2 separate regions of the Zea mays genome follow, and region 2 is linked to region 1. A link is a contact called in public Hi-C data. All regions are on one chromosome and are shown on one strand. The core of a region is the stretch at or near the end of the contact, and the rest is flanking DNA. Distances in the headings are between cores, read along the strand shown. Region 1 holds the start of LOC100502278 (Ribonucleoside-diphosphate reductase). Region 2 holds the start of LOC103631172 (splicing factor 3B subunit 2).

The links. A called contact is a pair of places that touch in the nucleus more often than the background predicts.
Region 2: a contact with region 1 is called in a Hi-C map of ear, with 2.2 times the contacts expected there. The contact joins the promoter of LOC103631172 here to the promoter of LOC100502278 in region 1. A contact is called at or near these places in 3 of 25 Hi-C or Micro-C datasets (ear, leaf and tassel).

Annotation. Positions count from the first base shown.
Region 1 is chr6:90,696,538-90,700,650 of Zm-B73-REFERENCE-NAM-5.0, reverse strand. LOC100502278 (Ribonucleoside-diphosphate reductase) reads left to right here and starts at 1,810. Exons shown (of 17, transcript NM_001363257.1): 1 at 1,810-2,140; 2 at 2,247-2,308; 3 at 2,417-2,504; 4 at 2,704-2,967; 5 at 3,045-3,285; 6 at 3,359-3,435; 7 at 3,875-4,045. The coding sequence starts at 1,913.
Region 2 is chr6:91,245,021-91,249,256 of Zm-B73-REFERENCE-NAM-5.0, reverse strand. It overlaps LOC103631172 (splicing factor 3B subunit 2), which reads left to right and starts at 2,332. Exons shown (of 16, transcript XM_023300415.2): 1 at 2,332-2,692; 2 at 2,789-2,934. The coding sequence starts at 2,471.

The DNA of each region.
Region 1 (4,113 bases), core at 561-3,060:
AACCACTACCATTCAAGCCATCTAAGCATTGAAACTTCTCCATTCGATACTAGAGCAAAAGAATACACTTCAAAGACATAATCAAAGCATCAAATCCTCTCCAAGTTCCAAAATCAAATCAAGTGCTTAGTGACTTATCCATTCAATAATACAACAGGAAGCCTAAGTACTAGGCCACGGTCGACAACAACCAGATTGTCAACGTGCAACACCACACAGGCACAAGCACGTACATAGCAACCACCAAGACACAACAGCAACAACGCCATACCACCACCACCGGGGTAGAACAGAAAGCCGACGTCCCAGACGAGACCAGCACAACCCGATCCCCTCTTAGGCCTAGTTTGGATACTCTTGGATTGAAGTGGTTTGGAGGGATTAGAGGGTATTTAAATCCTCAATAGGTCAAAAACTCTCACGATACATCTCAATCCACTCCATTCTCTCTTATTCCTAGAGTACCCAAACAAAGCCTTAATCCACTGCAACACGGATACTAGTTGGATAAACGACACCACCACACGATGGATTTAAAGGGAATGAAGGCCAGGACACCCGGAATCGAGCGGATCCATGGTGAACTAGATGGAGCTATAGGTGTACATTTGGGCCGGGCCTGATGGGCCGGCCCGAAGCACGAAAAAAAAGCACGGCTCAGGCACGACACGAAATATTTTAGTGCCGTCCGGCACGGCCCGATATATCGGGCTGGGTTTGGGCCGAGGTCACGGCCCATGGGCGGGCACGAGCACGACCCGTTTAAGGCAGACACGAAATGGCCCATATAGAGGCACGAAAAGACCCATATATTTATTAAAATCACACTTCATTCCACACTTTCATTTACTTGATAAAGAACACAAAGCTATAGATAATGTTAGTTAAATATTTTTTGTAGCTTTGAATTAGAGTATGTGATGTAATTTTATTTTTTGTTATGAACATTAGATAATAAACTGAACTTACGAACTTTATTTAGAGCTGATTATACTCTTTTTCTTTCTAACAAAATGATTTGTAAACGAGGTAGTTATTGCATAGCTCTAGTAACTTAATACAAATATTAAGTTTGCTTTTGGTCAAATTTATTTGTCTTATCTTTTATTTGTTTTATTAAATTTGTTTTGAATTTCGGGCCCTGATGTGAATTTCGGGCCAAAAACTGAATTTCGGACCCTAATGTGAATTTCAGGCTTTTATAATTTCGGGCCGCCCGAAATAAGCCCGACACGTTTAAGCAATTACGGGCCGGGCCATAGGCCGAGGGCTAGGCCCATGGGCCGGCCCTGCACGGCCTGAAATTCAAACGAGTCGGACCGGCTTGAAATTCAAACAATACGGGCCTTTTCAGACTTGATTCGGACCGGGCCGGGCCGGGCGGCCCGAATATACACCTATAGATGGAGCAGCCACTCAAATAGAGGTGAAAAGAGTCAGATGCGCAAGAAGCGGTCAGCACACCGCCGTCCGAGCTCGCCTCCCCTTGCGAGGCCCTCTGAGCCTCCCGGCTCGTGGCAGATCGTGGGAGGCTGGGCTGTTTGCCTTTGGGCCTTATTGCCAAGCACGGTCAGCACCCTTTTATTTTTTTATGTCTATTTCTGCTGCCGTTTTTAGTTGGAAAATAAAGGAAAAATCCTCCAAATAGACAACAATCCAAACCCATACATTTTCTTCTCCAGCGCGCATAAAAAAAAACCTCCACCTCCAGCTCCGCTTCATTACTTACTCTTTGCCTCTTTCCGCGCCGCGAAGGCGTTTAAATCCGCCCCCAAACCCTACTGCCCCCCTCCCATCCCTGCCCCTCCCCCCGCCCCACCTCAATACAATCCTCTGCTCGCGTTCTCTCGTCCCGGCGGCGGCGTAGGCGCGCGCACCAGGTGTTCGACGGGAGTTTTCGCCACCGCGGAAGATGTACGTGGTCAAGCGGGACGGCCGCCAGGAGACAGTGCACTTCGACAAGATCACGGCGCGCCTCAAGAAGCTCAGCTACGGCCTTAGCCAGGACCACTGCGACCCGGTGCTCGTCGCGCAGAAGGTCTGCGCGGGGGTCTACAAGGGCGTCACCACCAGCCAGCTCGACGAGCTCGCCGCCGAGACCGCGGCGGCCATGACTGCGTCCCACCCCGACTACGCCTCGGTGAGGAACCCACCGTGAAATCCCCCCTTGGTTTCAACTCTCATGTCTGTCTTTGTTGTCCTGACGTGGGGTTGGTTTCCTCTCTTCTCTATCGTGATTCGTGAAGTTGGCGGCGAGGATTGCTGTGTCTAACCTGCACAAGAACACAAAGAAGTCCTTCTCGGAGACGTAAGTGGCAGCTCAATTTGGTTTAATTTCATTCATTCATATTGTCAGGGTGAAGGCTGGATTAGTTGGATTGGGTTGTGAGTTGGAATGTGGCCGTTGTGGATGCAGGATTAAGGACATGTACAGGCACTTTAACGAGAGGTCTGGGCTGATGGCCCCTCTGGTCGCTGAAGATGTTTATGAAATCATCATGAATGTGAGATTCTAGTTGCTCCTGGCACATTTCTGACAGAGCATCTGTGTAGATAATGCCGATGTGTTTCTGGCAGTTGAATTTACTGTTGCATTCCTTTTTTTATTAAGGTTGTTTATCTCATACAGTAAATCTGTTGTGCCCTTCACTCACCTTGATGTAAATTGGCCCTCATATCGCTCCAAATGCTGTTACATTTCAGAATGCTGCTCGCTTGGACAGTGAAATAATTTATGATAGGGATTTCGACTATGACTACTTTGGCTTCAAAACTCTGGAGAGGTCTTACCTCTTGAAGCTTGGTGGGAAGGTCGTTGAAAGGCCTCAGCACATGCTGATGAGGGTTTCAGTGGGAATACACAAGGAAGACATTGAGTCTGCCATTAGGACGTACCATCTGATGTCCCAGCGCTGGTTTACACATGCATCACCAACACTTTTCAACGCTGGCACACCGAGGCCCCAAGTACTGTCTTGCTTCCTGCCAGACGATGTCATTGTGGGTTGAAATTGTTTACTTACTGTTTCTTTTCTGTGATGCAGTTAAGCAGCTGTTTTCTTATATGCATGAAAGATGACAGCATTGAGGGAATCTATGAAACCCTGAAGGAGTGTGCTGTAATAAGCAAATCAGCTGGAGGAATTGGTGTCTCAGTTCATAATATTCGTGCTACTGGGAGTTACATACGAGGAACAAATGGAACATCAAATGGAATTGTGCCTATGTTACGAGTCTTTAATGATACTGCTCGTTATGTTGATCAGGGTGGTGGGAAAAGAAAGGGTATGCTTTTTTTCATTATTTCCACTTTTAGTAACATCGTCTTCAGAAATTCTTATGAGCTTCTAAAACTTAGGTGCATTTGCTGTATACTTGGAGCCTTGGCATGCTGATATTTTCGAGTTCCTTGATCTAAGAAAGAACCATGGGAAGGTAAAATCTCGACCATTAGTATTTAATTATTTCCATGTATGAAAAACAGAGTATCTTTGTCTTTTGAACTCCAACAATAATTTGGCTTTATATATGCTTACTGCTATCCTGATTCCTGCATAAAATTGATCCTTGTGCAGAGTGTCTTCCTTATATATGTATGTTCAAGTCTTAGCTTTTTATTCAAGCTAATGTCTTATAGAGACAGTTACTCGTCATAGTTTTTTTATTCAAGCTAATGTCTTAAAGATAGTTACTCTAGTTTTTTCTGCATGATATCTAAACTTCTTGATAGCTTAGCCTGCATGCTGCTATCATAGAATAAGTATATCATCATTTGCCTGCCATCTGTGTCTAACACAGCATCGTCTGCTCAACTTATGAGTGGTTAGCATCGAAAATTCTCAAAGACCTGCTATTCTGAACAATATTTTAACAGGAGGAAAATCGTGCAAGGGATCTTTTCTATGCGCTATGGGTTCCTGATCTATTCATGCAAAGAGTCCAGAGTAATGGAGAATGGTCATTGTTTTGCCCTAATGAAGCTCCAGGGTTGGCTGATTGCTGGGGTGAGGAGTTTGATAATTTGTACAAGAAATATGAGAGCCAAGTAAGCTGAAAAGTGAACACTGTATTTGTATGTACGCTTTATTGAAATGGGAATGTGCTTTACTAACC
Region 2 (4,236 bases), core at 1,083-3,582, 550 kb before region 1:
GAGATAACCATAGCATCGTTGTGTGGGTAATCCTTGAGTTGAAGATCCTCTTGGGAGAAGGTAATAGGAATGTGAGACCATCTTGACTTGATGAAGGGTCCTTGCACCCTGACGTGCTGTACCCTTCTCTGTGCCTCCTTCTTCTACTTCTTGTTGGCTGGCTCTGAGCATGAACCGCCTGTTATCGGGAGTACAAGCTTCGGAGCCGAAGCAGCTCCAGCTTGAATGTTGAACAAAGCCATCAGCTCAAAAAAGTGGAAGTGAGTTCACCGGAGGTGGGCGCCAATGTTGGGGACTTGTTCTCAAATGCTATGAATTAAGGACAAGGCAACATAAAATGTTAAATATTAATGTCCTTCGTCCGCTGAAACATTATTTCCCTAAGGATTTAATGAACTTCGGACGAAGGTTATAAAGACACAATTACGAGGGTTAAATTTTCGTAATTGAACTCTCAAAGATAATGTAAAATAACACGAGTCATAAAGCATTAAAGACAAGTAAATTAGAAGTAAACAACATCATTTACATATTATATAAACTTAAGATATTCAAATATAATGTTTAAGTACATTTATACCTTTGCCTTGGCAAGGAATAATTTCCGAGTGATGTGTTAGCAATTACAAGAATGCGTGAACAGTAAAGGAATACTGTTCACTATTTATAGGCACAGGACACAGCCTGTGAGCAATTACAATCATACCCCTCATAAAAGTTTACAACAACGACTCAAACTCTTATGGACTAAAAGGTCATTCTATCTTTAAGTCGGTTCATAGTTCCGAAGCTTCATGAACGGCACCCTTCGGCATCACGTACAGACAGCTTCAACCGAAGCTGTTTCTTCCCGCAGGACCTTCGACGACGAAGCATGGTCCCAACAAGTAGCGTGGCCAGGCTTCGCCATGTTACTCGGTTTTCTCCGTTAGTTATTTCCGCTGCATTAAAAACTATGGTTGCCATTTCTAAAACTCTGATAACGTAATCACTACTAATACTTTCTTAATTTATGGTATTATGCTTTATTATATTTCTCTGTGCCTCATCTTCGAGTGAGCTAGTGGTATTCGATCCTCGGTAAGTGGCTTTATCGGACTAGATCCGAGGGACTGACGAATTATTCCGATTTAAGTGTGTTGCTGCCTCCAAGGCGTGACTCGGGCACTTAAGCTGGAATAATTTGGGCGGTTCCGCCACAGACATTACTGCTGACCGTTGCAATTTCAGCTGTTGATGTGTAGGGGCTGACCATCTAGGCCAGGAGGGTGGACCGTCCGCGGGTGACAGAAAGTGGGCAACGACTAGCAAGTGGTTGGTGTCTACAAATACAACCCCAACCAGCTCCATTATATACATCCAAACATTCCAACTCCCACATTCATTGGAACGACCTAGAGTTCACTCCAAAGCCTCACACAGGCATCAAAGATCCTCCAAGTGCAACAACTGTGATTTGTGTTAATTAGTGATTAAGTGCCTTGTGAGAGATTCTAGCAAGTGTGTGGTAGTGTTTCATTTGTTGCTTGGTTTTCTTGATCGTGCTTTCTTCATTTCCTTCTAACTTTTAGTGACTTGTAAAACTAGCAAGAGACACCTAATTGTGTGGTGATCCTCGAGATTAAGGAGAAGCACTCAATCGGTTTAAGTGACCGTTTGAGAGAGGGAAAGAGTTGAAAGAGACCCGACCTACGTGGCCTCCTGAACAGGGAGGAGGTTCTTCTTATCGAAAAACAAATTGCCCGTGTCTTTGTGTTAATCTTGCATTGCGATTTGATTCTTCCTTTCCAATCTCTCTATTTCTAAGTTCTCTTGCTTATCATTTAGAGTTAGCTCACAAAAGTCATTCGCATTGATTGAGCAACTCGTGGTAAGAAAAACCATATTCCACACTTCGATTTCATTTATACTCGTTCTAATGCTAACCTTGGGTGAAGTTCATGTTTAAAGTTAATAATTTTTAGGTTTCACTTATTCACCCCCTCTAGGCGACTTTTAGGCAGCAAAAGCCGCTTCTGGCCAATAGAATCGACAAAGAAGTTGATCCAAACATGACCATAAACATCTTGCAGGCATGGAGCTAGGGATAACAATGGATATATACCCGTCAGGTAGTACCATTCCATATCCGTACCCATAACAAAAAAAACATACTCGTCGGGTTACCCATATCCGCTCGCGTGTATAGAATCATGCAGTTTCATATCAATTTTTATATCAAGTAAATTTTTTTCGGTAATTGGGTGTATATTGTCATCTATTAATCTATACCTGGAGCCTTTTTCTTTTCTCTCTTTGTAAAGAATATCGAGCCTTCTTCTCTTGAGAGTTGAGAACCTAGCTTTCAAGTGGGCCAAGATAAAGCCCAGTTTGTCCCACTGGGCTGGGTACGCACAGAACCTACCCAGGCGAACAGGATATCGAGCCTCTCCTCGTTTCGGCCCTCCTCGCTTGCGCGCCGCCGCCGACTATGGCCGCCGCCGGGGTGGAGCCTCGCCCCAACCCGCCTCCTACCATGGCTTCCGACCTCCCCAACGGAAGTAAAACCAAGTCGCGAGAGTCCGACCGGCGCCGCCGCCGCCGCAAGGTCAAGAAGAACAAGTCCGCCGCTGAGGCCGGTGCCCAGAACGAGGGCGGGGGAGCTTCTAGCTCCGACGCCAAGGAGAACGCAGATCCTAACCCCGAGCCCATGGTGAGCGAAGTTCATCGCCCGCCTGGAAGTTAGGCACGCACGGCACGGGCCCCAAAACCTAGGGTTCTGAACGTGCTGGATTTGGATTCGCTGCAGGTGGAGGTGGAGATAGAGTATGTACTGGAGAAGGCCGAGCTGGACGATCCTCTCCTCGATGACTTCAAGACCATCTTCGAAAAGTTCACCTTTAAGGGCATGCACAATGAGTGTCTTAAGTTGTGTCTTAAAGTGTGCCTAAGGAGGTGAATGTAAAAAATCTCAAGACATGTATCTTGACGAAGACACAGTGTCTTAGCTCTATATTCGAGACAGAAGACTATCTGATTGGTCACTTTAATTTATTGAATGTTCTGATTGGTACAATGAATATGGTAAGACACATGTTTTAGACATGACCACTGTATTATATTATGTTTTAGCTGTGTCTTATACTTGGAGTACCGTGCAGCTGTATCTAGGTTGTACATGCCCTAAGGACGCTGCCGCAGCAGCGACCGAGGTATTTGGATTAACGAAGCGTTTCTTCAACCCGTCGGTCGATGAGCGAGCCTAAAGCCCTGTTTGTCTACTTCTAGGATTATATAAGTCAGCTTATGGATTATATAAACACGTAATGATCAGCTTATGGATTATCATAATCTAGATATTAATAATATGTACCGTTTGTTTGTCTCTTAACTTATTTAAGACCGTGTTTGGTTTCATGTGGATTTTTGTGATTAAATAAATTTTATGAGATATGTTGTCCTCACCGGCGAGCCTCAAGAGCAGATGTGGTCAAGTATTTTTGGTGTCTTCCCATGAAAGAAACTTATAGCTGGGCGCTTGCCATGCCATACCTCAAATGGTGTCTTCCCATTGAGGCTGTGTTGGGGAGCTATTGAGGATGAACATTGCAGTGGTGACAGCCTCACCCCAGAACATCCCGGGCAGGCCCTTTGCTAGCAGCATATTGCGCTTCATCCCGACCACAGTCTGATTCCTCCGCTCCACGACATCGTTCTGTTGTGGCGAGTAGGGGGCTGTGAGTTGGCGCTGCACCCCTTCCTCAGTGCAGTAAGCTCCAAACTCCAATGATGTAAATTTGCCTCCACGATCTGTGTGCAGCAGCTTCAACTTCCTCCCCGACTCAACCTCTGCAGCCATCTTGAACCGCCGGATCACTGCTGATACTTGGTCCTTGCTTGCGAGAAGACAAAGCCACATGAAGCGGCTCATGTCATCTACCAGCAGCAGGAAGTAGCGGCTCCCGCTTAGTGTCGTCGGCGCGGCCGGCCCGCAGATATCCCCATGCACCAGGTCGAGGCCGTCACTCGCACGCCATCGCCCCTGCGATGGGAATGAATGTCGCCGCTGCTTTTCAGCCAGGCAGCCTTCACACACCTGATCGATGTGTTGATGTGTGGAAGTCCCCGCACCATGTCGCCGTTGGAGAGCTTCCGGAGCGCCTCGAAGCTTATGTGTCCGAAACGTCCGTGCCACAGCCACGCTGTGTCCATGCCCCGGGCGGTGAGGCACACCGGTCGTGCGTTGTCGAGTCGGAT